Regions from separate parts of the Mus musculus genome. Here regions 1 and 2 are each linked to region 3. The links are chromatin contacts, called in public HiChIP or PLAC-seq and promoter capture Hi-C maps. All regions are on one chromosome and are shown on one strand. The core of a region is the stretch at or near the end of the contact, and the rest is flanking DNA. Distances in the headings are between cores, read along the strand shown.

What was found. HiChIP or PLAC-seq counts read pairs in DNA pulled down with a chosen protein or histone mark. Capture Hi-C pulls out chosen DNA fragments and counts their contacts.
Region 1: a promoter capture Hi-C map of liver shows a contact between it and region 3. The contact joins the promoter of Pim1 here to the promoter of Cpne5 in region 3. A contact is called at or near these places in 4 of 39 promoter capture datasets (cranial neural crest, embryonic stem cells, frontonasal cranial neural crest and 1 more), 8 of 115 datasets of contacts at active chromatin or transcription factors (embryonic basal ganglia, embryonic forebrain, embryonic midbrain and 4 more) and 4 of 9 other capture datasets (adipose tissue, embryonic stem cells, liver and 1 more).
Region 2: a contact with region 3 is called in an H3K27ac HiChIP or PLAC-seq map of embryonic stem cells, with 8 read pairs. The contact joins the promoter of Trp53cor1 here to the promoter of Cpne5 in region 3. A contact is called at or near these places in 7 of 39 promoter capture datasets (the HPC-7 cell line, cranial neural crest, frontonasal cranial neural crest and 4 more), 1 of 15 datasets of contacts at CTCF or cohesin (the NIH/3T3 cell line), 5 of 484 Hi-C or Micro-C datasets (the G1E-ER4 cell line, bone marrow-derived macrophages and embryonic stem cells), 20 of 115 datasets of contacts at active chromatin or transcription factors (the 230-238 cell line, the HPC-7 cell line, acute myeloid leukemia and 12 more) and 3 of 9 other capture datasets (adipose tissue, liver and pancreatic islet).

The regions. Positions count from the first base shown.
Region 1 is chr17:29,489,282-29,492,860 of GRCm38.p6, forward strand. It overlaps Pim1 (proviral integration site 1), which reads left to right and starts at 1,504. Exons shown (of 6, transcript NM_008842.4): 1 at 1,504-1,944; 2 at 2,044-2,150; 3 at 2,239-2,289; 4 at 2,384-2,750. The coding sequence starts at 1,863. It overlaps Gm26885 (predicted gene, 26885), which reads right to left and starts at 2,263. Exons shown (of 4, transcript NR_168683.1): 1 at 1,896-2,263.
Region 2 is chr17:29,077,496-29,080,736 of GRCm38.p6, forward strand. It overlaps Trp53cor1 (tumor protein p53 pathway corepressor 1), which reads right to left and starts at 1,631. Exons shown (of 2, transcript NR_036469.2): 1 at 1,396-1,631.
Region 3 is chr17:29,235,931-29,239,574 of GRCm38.p6, forward strand. Cpne5 (copine V) reads right to left here and starts at 1,860. Exons shown (of 21, transcript NM_153166.2): 1 at 1,683-1,860. The coding sequence starts at 1,777.

The DNA of each region.
Region 1 (3,579 bases), core at 254-2,753, 250 kb after region 3:
CATCCATAAAAGTTATGGAGTCTCTGGGCATCTTTATAAGCAGCATGGAAAACTTGTAAAGGAAGCATTTAAACGCGTGCGCTAATGACTACATCCACAACAGGCTCGTTCCTCCTTTAAAGATCTCTCAGACCTAAGAACAACAACAAAAATAACGAACAAGGGGTGTAGCTGGCTGTCCATGACTCTGGCCACCAGTATCTCAGTTTATATGGATTACACAGAATGAGAGTTTACCCATTTCCACACGTCGTTATCAACTCTCCATGAAGTTCAAAAGGACAAAAGATGAAAGCGGACTCGGCTAGCTTTCCGTGGTATTTCCACGTGCATGTGGGGACTTTCCTTTGAGACAAGGCTGGGGTGGGGGCCAATAATATCTGGTATCGCCTGACTGCTAATACCAAGCTGATGAGAAGGTAACTACCGCAACAACCTCTGATTAAACCCAGCGGCACCCTCCCACCCTCGCCCGCGATCAGGAATTTTCCTGCTCCTCCCGCCCTCTCAGAAGGGGCTGAGGCAGCATTTGGCAAGAGAAAGCTAACGTTTGTGTCGTGATTTCCTCTCTCAGGCGCTCGGACATGGACCGAGGGGATCAGGTACCCCGGGTCCCTTCTAATTCTCTCTGCATTTCTAAATTGAGAATCTTTGTCACCGGCTCCTCGCATCCCAGGTCTCCCCCACTTTTCCTCGCAGGCCTGTGACTGGCCTCGGTGTGCAAAATGCCGGTGACTCACGTCTTGCACAGCCTTCGCCCCCAAAAACACAATCATCACCCCCAGGATCTAGCCCACATAACATCGTCAACCCGCCCCAGCAGCCTTGGAGGTCTCCGGGCTGAGTCACACCAGAGGACCACCCTGGTCGGCATCCACACACACGCGGTCCCTACTCATGGCTTCCGCGCCCGCCACACCAACGCCCTTCCATTTCTCACAACTTGCTACGCTCCAGCTCCAATCCTCGACCCCCCTCCACAACCCAAATCTCCGGGAAACACAGAGCCGGCAGAGCTGGCCTCGGGCGGCCTTTGATGGCTTTGTTATTGTTTGGGTTTGAATCGATACGCCCCTCCCCATCCTTCCTCCCCCGCCCGCGCGCGCCACCCAGCTCCCGCCTCCCTGCACGCCCAGCGCCCCTCCCCCTCCGTTTTGGCGCCTTTTCCTTCCCGCCACGTCGTGGCGGCGTTAGCGACCATTCTGACCGCGAGGCGAGAGGCGGGGCCCGCAACGCCTTATGCAAATAGGGCGTCTTCTGGTTGGCTGAAGCCGCGCCCGAGGGCGGGGCCGGGGAGAGGGGTGTAGCCGCGAGGGGGCGGAGCGGAGGGGAGCGGCCCTGGTCCCGCCGCCTCCCCGCCCCCTCTCCGCCCTCCGCCGCCGAGCCAGCCCGGCTCCCCACCTCGGCCTCCCGGAGAGGCCCCGCCCCGTCCCCGCCCGCCGCGCGCGCCCTCCCCAGCGGCGCGCTCCGCCCCTTTACTCCTGGCGGCGGGGCGAGCCGGGCGTCTGCAGCAGCGGCCGTGGCGGCGGAGGAGGCTGGAGGGGAGTCGGCAGTGCCGGCGGCGGGATCGGCAGTAGCAGCAGCAGCAGCAGTCACAGTCAGCAGCAGCCCTGGGTCCCGCAGCGCCTCTCGCCCTGCCGCCTCCCGCACTGCCTGACCCAGCCGGCGAACCCGCCCGCGGCCAGCCCCGCCAGCGCCCTCAGTCGTCCTCCGACTCGCCCTCGGCCTTGCGCGCCAGCCGCAGCCAGAGCCGCAACGCCACCCGCAGTCTGAGTCCCGGCCGTCGGCTCAGCCCCAGCTCGCTCCGCCGCCGCTGCTGCTCGTCCCGGCACCGGCGCCGCACCGACACCCTGGAGGTGGGGATGCTCCTGTCCAAGATCAACTCCCTGGCCCACCTGCGCGCCGCGCCCTGCAACGACCTGCACGCCACCAAGCTGGCGCCGGGTGAGTGTCCCCACCCCACCCTGGGCGCGCGGGTCGTTGGGACGCCGGGAGACCCCCGCGTGGGTCGAGCGCGCTGAGTGTCCCGTGCCTCTTTCCTAGGCAAAGAGAAGGAGCCCCTGGAGTCGCAGTACCAGGTGGGCCCGCTGTTGGGCAGCGGTGGCTTCGGCTCGGTCTACTCTGGCATCCGCGTCGCCGACAACTTGCCGGTGAGTGGGCAACGCCGCCTCGGGGAGGGCGCGCGGAGGGATGCTTTGAGCAGGAGGGTCTGATGGAGACTCGGGGGTCTTCTTCCAGGTGGCCATTAAGCACGTGGAGAAGGACCGGATTTCCGATTGGGGAGAACTGGTGAGTGAGCCGGAGCCAGAGACCCTCTCATGGGTGGGTGGGTGGCGACGGGCGTGCCGGAACCGGCGCGCTAACCCTCGCCCTCACTCTGCAGCCCAATGGCACCCGAGTGCCCATGGAAGTGGTCCTGTTGAAGAAGGTGAGCTCGGACTTCTCGGGCGTCATTAGACTTCTGGACTGGTTCGAGAGGCCCGATAGTTTCGTGCTGATCCTGGAGAGGCCCGAACCGGTGCAAGACCTCTTCGACTTTATCACCGAACGAGGAGCCCTACAGGAGGACCTGGCCCGAGGATTCTTCTGGCAGGTGCTGGAGGCCGTGCGGCATTGCCACAACTGCGGGGTTCTCCACCGCGACATCAAGGACGAGAACATCTTAATCGACCTGAGCCGCGGCGAAATCAAACTCATCGACTTCGGGTCGGGGGCGCTGCTCAAGGACACAGTCTACACGGACTTTGATGGTGAGCCAGGCCCCGGGGAGGGAGCTGCCCAAGGTGCCGGCCTGGAAGCCTCTGGCGGCCTCGGCTCCGGCCCTTTGTAAAGGTCATTGGGCCGCCTGGCTCAGAGCTGGCAGGGGTGGGGCAGAGGCGAGCTTCCCGGCATAGTACAGCCGGGGATTTCGAGCTGGTTGAACGAACCTGCAACATTTCTGGCGTGATTGGGGTTTTGTTGTTGTTGTTGTTTTTGTTGTTGCTGCTGGTGTTTGCTTGTTTTTCTTTTCAGCAGGAATTTATTAAATTCCATGCTTTCCCGGTGAATAAGAGGTCGTGGGTAGCCGGCTGTAGCCCAGATTTCTAAAGTATGACCCACTTTTCCCTCCAGTAGGAGGTGGAGCCGTTGGTGGCGGGAGACATTGGTGCTGATTTTTTTCTTTTTCTTTTTCTTTTTTTTTTTTTTTCTTTTGTAGTTTTGTTTTGTGGGGGAGTTTTAAGGTAGTTCTTAGAACTGCAGGGTTTTGTTTTGTTTTGTTTTGTTTTGCTTTTGAGGGTAAAGGAATAAGAGCCGCGGTTTCACCCCACTTGGGGGTGTTGTGGGGTGACGAGGCCTGGAATGAATGTTGTGAAATAAGATCTGTTGCTGGTTTGAAAATTAGTTGGGAGTCTCCGCTGGGAGGATGAAAACCTATCTACCATAGGGAGGGGCTTGGATCGCGTTCTTTCAGCAGTGGAGGGCAGGAATAGTAGATCAAAGCGCGAGGGTGGGTCACGATCCGAGTGGCTCACCCGGACAAACTATGGCCTTTCAAAACTTGTGACTCTGGCTTGTGGTTTGAATTTCTTTGGAGGATGC
Region 2 (3,241 bases), core at 381-2,880, 160 kb before region 3:
GTTAGTTGTCCTCTGACCGGCACACAAGCTTGCTATGGTACACCTATTTCCCTAATGAATTGATGATAATGAAGAAGGAGGAGGAGGGGTAGGGGTAGGGGTAGGAGAAGGAAAAGGAAGAGGAGGAGGAGGAGGAGGAGGAGGAGGAGGAGGAGGAGGAGGAGGAGAAGGAGAAGGAGAAGGAGAAGGAGAAGGAGAAGGAGAAGGAGAAGGAGAAGGAGAAGGAGAAGGAGAAGGAGAAGGAGAAGGAGAAGGAGAAGGAGAAGGAGAAGGAGAAGGAGAAGGAGAAGGAGAAGGAAGAAGAAGAAGAAGAAGAAGAAGAAGAAGAAGAAGAAGAAGAAGAAGAAGAAGAAAAGAAGTCCATGGTGCATCCAGCATGGAAAAGTTCTGGATTCTATAGGCCATCTGCTGGTCAACTGTTTCAACCAGAGGGCTCTCTCTGGAAGTAGACACAGGTTATGTGTGCCGCTACTACCTCTGGGAAGGAAATGGTGGCTGGAGGGTGGGGGTTTGTCTGGGGTCCGGAAAGACTTTTGTTTTTGTTTTTAACCAACATCCTTTTTCATCTTTTGACTGTTATTCCTGGGAATGTATTACGGACTCAACAAAATAAATACAGGAAATTATGGAAAAATGAAACTGCACTTTGGACTATACTACAAATAGAATTTTTAAAGATATTTGGAAAAAGAAATGAGCGGAGCGAGCAGCTGCTATTGATGGTGTCAAAGCAGTGTTTGTCTTCTCAATCCTGCTGACTGCAGTGGGTCCAGGCTTGGAGCGGCTCAGGCTAACAGCCCTGAGTGGGGGTGGGGTGGAGTGGGAGGTCGGTTGGCAAGCTCTTGGCTGAGGTTTCCTAAAACCTGGAGGGGCCGTGGCGGAGGCGGGGCTCTTCTTGCAGAAAGCCGCACAGCCCGAGGACAATTTGTTTTTGTTTTGTTTTTATGTAGCTTGCCATTGTTCAGTTTGATTTTTTTTTTTTTTCCCACACAGGGTCTCGCATAACTCAGGCGGAGGGCTGAAACTTAGTATGCCGCTATCTGGGCATCCAGCCCCCACCTCTGGAGTTCAGGGATAACCTACCAAGCCCGGTTTTTGTAGTGCTTAGAATGGAACCCGGGATTTCCTGTACGCTAGTCAAGCTCTCTACCAACTGAGCTACGACCCCGACTCCTTTCTTTATCGTCACGTAGTCCAGGCTGGCCTCAAAACTTCCCATGTAGCTGCGGATGACTTTGAACTCTGGATCTTCAGGTCTAAACTCCCTGTGCGGAGTGTGGGAATAAAAGGCTATGTCCTCGCTCCCCAGTGCTAGCTGTCATTGTTATTATTTTGAGAGAGGAAAAAAAAAAAAAAAGAAAGAAAGAAAGAAAGAAATAAGTCGAGGACACTCACGGAAAGCGAGTGGGACAGGCCAGGCCAGCTGAGGTTGTCCACAAGTTCTTGCCCTGGGTCTTTGGAGATATAATTAGCTGGTTTTTCCAGCGCTGAGTGGGTGGTTCACTTCTGCACCCCTGGCAAAGCTGGGAGATGATGCAACCGAAGGCAAGCCCGGGCAAGGCCGGCAGAGAGTTGTGGCTATGGGGCTCAGGCGACTTGGTCCTGGGCGTGGGGAGTGTGGGTCAGACTGCCAGGGGAAGCTAAGCCTGCCGGCTGCCCAAGTCTCCGCCTCTCCCCCCTCCCCCCATCCCTGCACAGTAACAACTTCTATTCTGAGTTCTTTCTCTCTGTGCTGCAGGTGGAAGAGTCCGGGGAAGAACTGGAGGCCACATGGGGGCCGGGGGGCGCTCTGTTCTGGGAGATTAAATCAGGCATTGAGGATGGAGAGAGGGCTTTTAATCAACAGGAGACATTTTCAGGTCACCATGTGCTCATGGGGTTAGCCAATCTTCTTTTACTTTTTTTGAGACAGTCTCCTGTTGCCACGGATGGCCTCAAACTTGCTAGGTAGAGGAGGATGCCCTTGATCTTGGGACCTTTCTGTCTCCATCACCCAAGTGCTGGGACTGAAGCCTTGCCCCATCATATCTGGCTGTGAAGTATAGTGTTTTGTTTTGTTTTGCTTTTCCCCTTGGTTTTTTGAGACAGGGTTTCTCTGTATACTGGCTGTCCTGGAACTCACTTTGTAGACCAGGCTGGCCTAGAACTCAGAAATCTGCCTGCCTCTGCCTCCCAAGTGCTGGGATTAAAGGCGTGCGCCACCACTGCCCAGCGAAGTATAGTTTTTAATTGTGTTCATTGTCACGTAAAGATCCTAAGGGCTGGTGAGATGGTTCAGTGGACTCAGGAGCTTGCCGCCAAGGTTGGCAAGCCCTGTTTGAGCCTCAGAACCTGGATGGTAGAAGGAGAGAACTGAGCCTGAATGTTGTCCTTTGACCTTCCCTAATGTTGTCTTGTTCCAGTGTATGTCGACACACAAGAAATAATGCAGTTAAAAGATAGGATAGGGCTGGAGAGACAGCTCAGCGGTTAAGAGCACTGACTGCTCTTCCAGAGGTACTGAGTTCGAATCCCAGCAACCACGTAGTAGCTCTGAACCATCCATAATAGGATCTGATACCTATTTCTGGGGTGTCTGAAGACAGCTACAGTGTACTTACATATAATAAATAACTAAATCTTTTTAAAAAATAGAATAGAGCCGGGCGTGGTGGCGCACGCCTTTAATCCCAGCACTCGGGAGGCAGAGGCAGGCGGATTTCTGAGTTCGAGGCCAGCCTGGTCTACAGAGTGAGTTCCAGGACAGCCAGGGCTACAGAAAAACCCTGTCTCAAAAAACCAAAAAAAAAAAAGAAAAAGAATAAAAAAAATAGAATAAAAGAATATTAATTTTTTATATTTATTTGTTTTGATTTGTATAGGTGTTTTGCCTGAATGTATGTGTGTGTACTTCATTTGTGCCATCCTGGGAGTAGACAGTACAGGAGACCAGCTCCTCTCCCCAGAGATGCCCACTGTCCTGGTCTCTATTTTCTTCTTTTAAAAATTTATTTATTTATTTTTATGTGTATGGTGTTCTATCTGCATGTACACTTGCATGTCAGAAGAGCATCAGAACGCATTATAAATGGTTGACAGCCACTATGTGGTTGCTGGGAATTGAACTTAGGACCCCTGGAAGAGCAGTCAGTGCTCTTAACCACTGAGCTGTCTCTCCAGCCTGAGATTTTTTTTTTTTAAATTGTAGATATGAGGGAGAGAGCCGGCATTTCGAAGAGTCCAGAGCAGAGGGAGGGAGGAA
Region 3 (3,644 bases), core at 610-3,109:
AAGGCTTTCCTGGGAGGAGGCAGACTTCCCAGTTGGGAAACTGAGGCTTAAAGTTGGTCTCAAGTGGCAAGTGAGGAATCCCTCACAAGATGTCTGACTCCAGGTCTCACAGTTATGACCCTTCCTCTCCATGGAGTGGAAGACTCTTACGGGAACGATCCCGTCTCCCATGCTCACTCAGAGGCTCTGCACTCAGGGTCCTGGAGATGTAGAAGCCGGTGCTGTAGGCTGGTGTCTTTCGGGACAAAAGGATGCCCCTGGAAGTGGAAAGCACAAAGCCCTTTCCGGGTAGGGAACAGGCTGTTCAGGAGCTCAGAGGTGGGAAGGCTCTGGGAGACAACTCAAGAGTCTGAAGGCGACAGGCGTGATTGAAGGCGGGAGGCAGGGCTGTGTGCAGAAGGAGGGCAAGCTAACAGCTGCTGACAGCTGAGGAGGTGAGACAGAGCTGATGGGCCATCAGGAAGCTCCCAGCAGAGTAAAGGCATGTTCAAATTGTCTCTGTGTGGGACTGAGGTGTGGGGGATGGACACACATCTGGGAGTCACCGCAGTAGTCCCCTAGAGAGCCTGGCTGGGGACACCACCTCAGCAGCTCTCACTTCAAGTCCTCAGGAGGCAGTTTCCCAGAATCCATCCTCTTTCACACCCGAGGCTAGCATCTCGGGACATATGGACACTTGCCCAATGTCTCAATTCAGTAACTCAGAGATGAGGTGGACAATATCTGACCCAACAGCACCATAAAGCCAAGGTGCGTGGTTTGGAACAAGGGTGCGATGGGGCTCTGGAAATGCTATATGGGCCATTGCCAGGACCTCCAGTGAGTTATATCTGGACCACAATGTTCTTCACAAACCTATCAAAGCAGTGTGCCTAGGGCCAGCCACATGCCTGTCCAGCCTCGGGGCAGCCTATTAAGAGAACCTGAGAGGCCCAGCCCCACAGAGAAGGCCAACCAGTATGGCATTACTGGGGACTTGGAGGTGGCAGCCTACAAAACAAACTCCTTCCTCCCCCTCTTGCCTGGGGATTCTGACACTTCCTCATCAGCCCTTCGCTCCTTTGGCTTAAGATTTTCCCATCAGAGTTACTGGTTTTTAATGGCGCCACACCACTCCTAAGTTCGGCAAGGCTTCCTGCTCTCTGAGACTCTTGTCCCGGTTGATCCTTCTTGCTGGAGGCTAAAGCAAGAGGCTTTCAAATCCTGGGTTCTAAGACAGTGGAGGAGAGGGAGAAGGCTGGGGCAAAGGCCAGGGTAGGGGGAGAAAGGAGGTCACGGGAGGCACAGAGGGTCATGCCTGGGAGGAATGGCGCCAGTCCCTCTCAATTCTCCTTTTGGGGAAAGATAAATCAGGGAGAAAGCCAGAGTGGAGACCCTGGAGCGGCTCCTCCCCTTCCCACTCTGCTGCTGGGACCCCTGTTTCCGTGTCTTCCTCCTGTCCTGGAAGCAACAGCTCCGAATGCAAACTTTCTGGGAACCTGACCCCTGCCTGGCTGCCCATTCAGCCATCGCCACCCGCCGCTGGGCAGGGGGTCTCCGAAGACAGGCAGCGGGGCGCCCGGGAGACGAGAACAGTGAAAAGCAGGCTCGCTAAGCAAAGGCTGAAAGCTACAGAGAAAGAGGGATTCCGGCCCAGGGGCGGGGCAGGGTCCCCCCCCACCCCCGAACCGCGGGCGGCTCACCTGCATGACACCGTGATCTCCACCTTGGTAGCCGGGATGCTGCCCGCCAAGGAGTCGAACTCGCTGAGCGACGCCATGTCCTCGGGTTGCTCCATCGCCCACCGTCCCCCCACCCCACCCAAATTAGTCAATATTCCTGCGCGATTCACGCCTCCTCCGGAGCGGCTGCAGCCCTGGGCTGGGCGGCCAGGGGAGGAGAGGAGCGCGAAGAGGGGGCGTGGGAAGTGCGAGCGGGAAGAGGGCGGAGAGCGGGGGCCCGAGGAGAAACGGGGCGCGAGAGCTGCTGCGGGGAGGGGGGGCGCGGCGAGGGAACCCAGGCGCAGCGGGGAGGGGTCCCCTGAGGGGGCGTGGGGACTCGGGGATGGGGGACGAGGACTGAGCCGCCTCGGGCTTGGGGCGCAGCGCCACGTCCTCTGCTAGGGCTCCGGCTCCGGGGTGCCCTGGACTGCGGGAAAATCAAATGTACCCTGAGTCGCCGCCAGCGCCTCCCGCCAGGCGCGCGCAGCGTGCGGGGTCCGCGGGCGCCGGAGGGGCCGCCCGCAGGGGCCGGGGCGGGGCCAGGGCGGGGTCTGCGCGGGGCGAGTGTGGGAGCAATGTGTGAGTGTGTGAGTGTGCGCGCGTGTGTGTGCACGCGCGTGGCAGGCGTGGGGACGCGGCTCCGGATGACGGGGACAGGGCTGGCGACAGCCAGAGACGGTCCCAGGGCGCGCGCCGCCCTCTGCGCAAGTTCCCCCACCCCACTTGTCCAGCCGGGGTCTGCGTGCTGGGGGAGGGGAACGGTCCAAGGGGCACCTGTTTGGGCAGCGTCTAGGCGGGGTTCGGGGAAGAGGGCTCGGCTGAGTGTGCGCACCGCCACCGGAGGGTCTAAGCCCTCCACCCTCCACCTCCTTTTGGGGAGGCGGCGATCAGCCTGGTGCCAGGAAGGCTGGTCTGGTTTCCGACGTAGGGTGGGTCAGTGGGAGCTTGCCCATCTGCCTCTGGTGTCCGCAAAGCCTGGTCTTGGCTAGTCGCCTGAACCTTTACCCAGCTCCTTCGTCGTCCTCCTCCTCCTTCTCTCTTCGTGACCACAGGGGCCGAGCCAACCCCCGGGTCTGTCTGGAAGCTTCCTCCACTAGACCAAGTGGCTGGCCTCAGCTCCCTGGGCTTTGCAACCAGCAACCCAGTATACCAGGCTCAGAGCCCTGCACTGGGAAGCGAGGGGAGCGTCAAAGCATCTCTCAGGCAGACTTCCCAGGCTCAGCCTGCCCTCTGGGCCTGGGGTTGCAGCGCCAAGCCAGCTGTGCACGGAGTTTCCTCTCCAGCAAATCCACCCGTGGCCCCTCCTCAGCCTCGGTGTAAGCTTAGCTGAGACAAGACGCGCGGAGCAGCGGCAACTTCCTCACCCACCACCTCATACATCGTGGATGCCTGTCGCTATCGGTGGTGGCCTTCTGGCAGCCGGGCATTCCGAGCAGGTGCACCCGAACGCCGTTTGAAATCAATTTTCAAAACGTCAGTCAGAGCCCGAGTTGAAGACAAACAGAACACCTTCCTTGGACCTGCACAAGTGATTCCTGTTTACCTAGGGCTCCAGATCAGCTGGACTCAGTTCTGTTGCCTGGGGCAGACAGCCAGGGGTGCTGGATTCCCCCAGGATGAAGGAGAGGGGACAACTCACTTTTGGGTTGGGCCTGCACAAAGAACACCTCAGTCTCTGCTTGTTTTTTGTGGGTTTTTGTTTGTTTTGTTTTTTATTGTTTTTCAATTTTCAATTGATTTTAAATTTAGAACAAAATCAGTCTGAGCCCCAAGTGAGCTGCTAGTCAATATGTCTAAAACTATCACTATCGTCCAATATGGTGGTGAGAATGAGTCTAAGGAGACGTTCACACCCAGGACGGTGCTCGGCCTGTGTTTGTGGGACGAGGACAATTTCTAACGCCATAGAACGGGATGGTACCAGGGCAGAAAGATGTGAAGTGA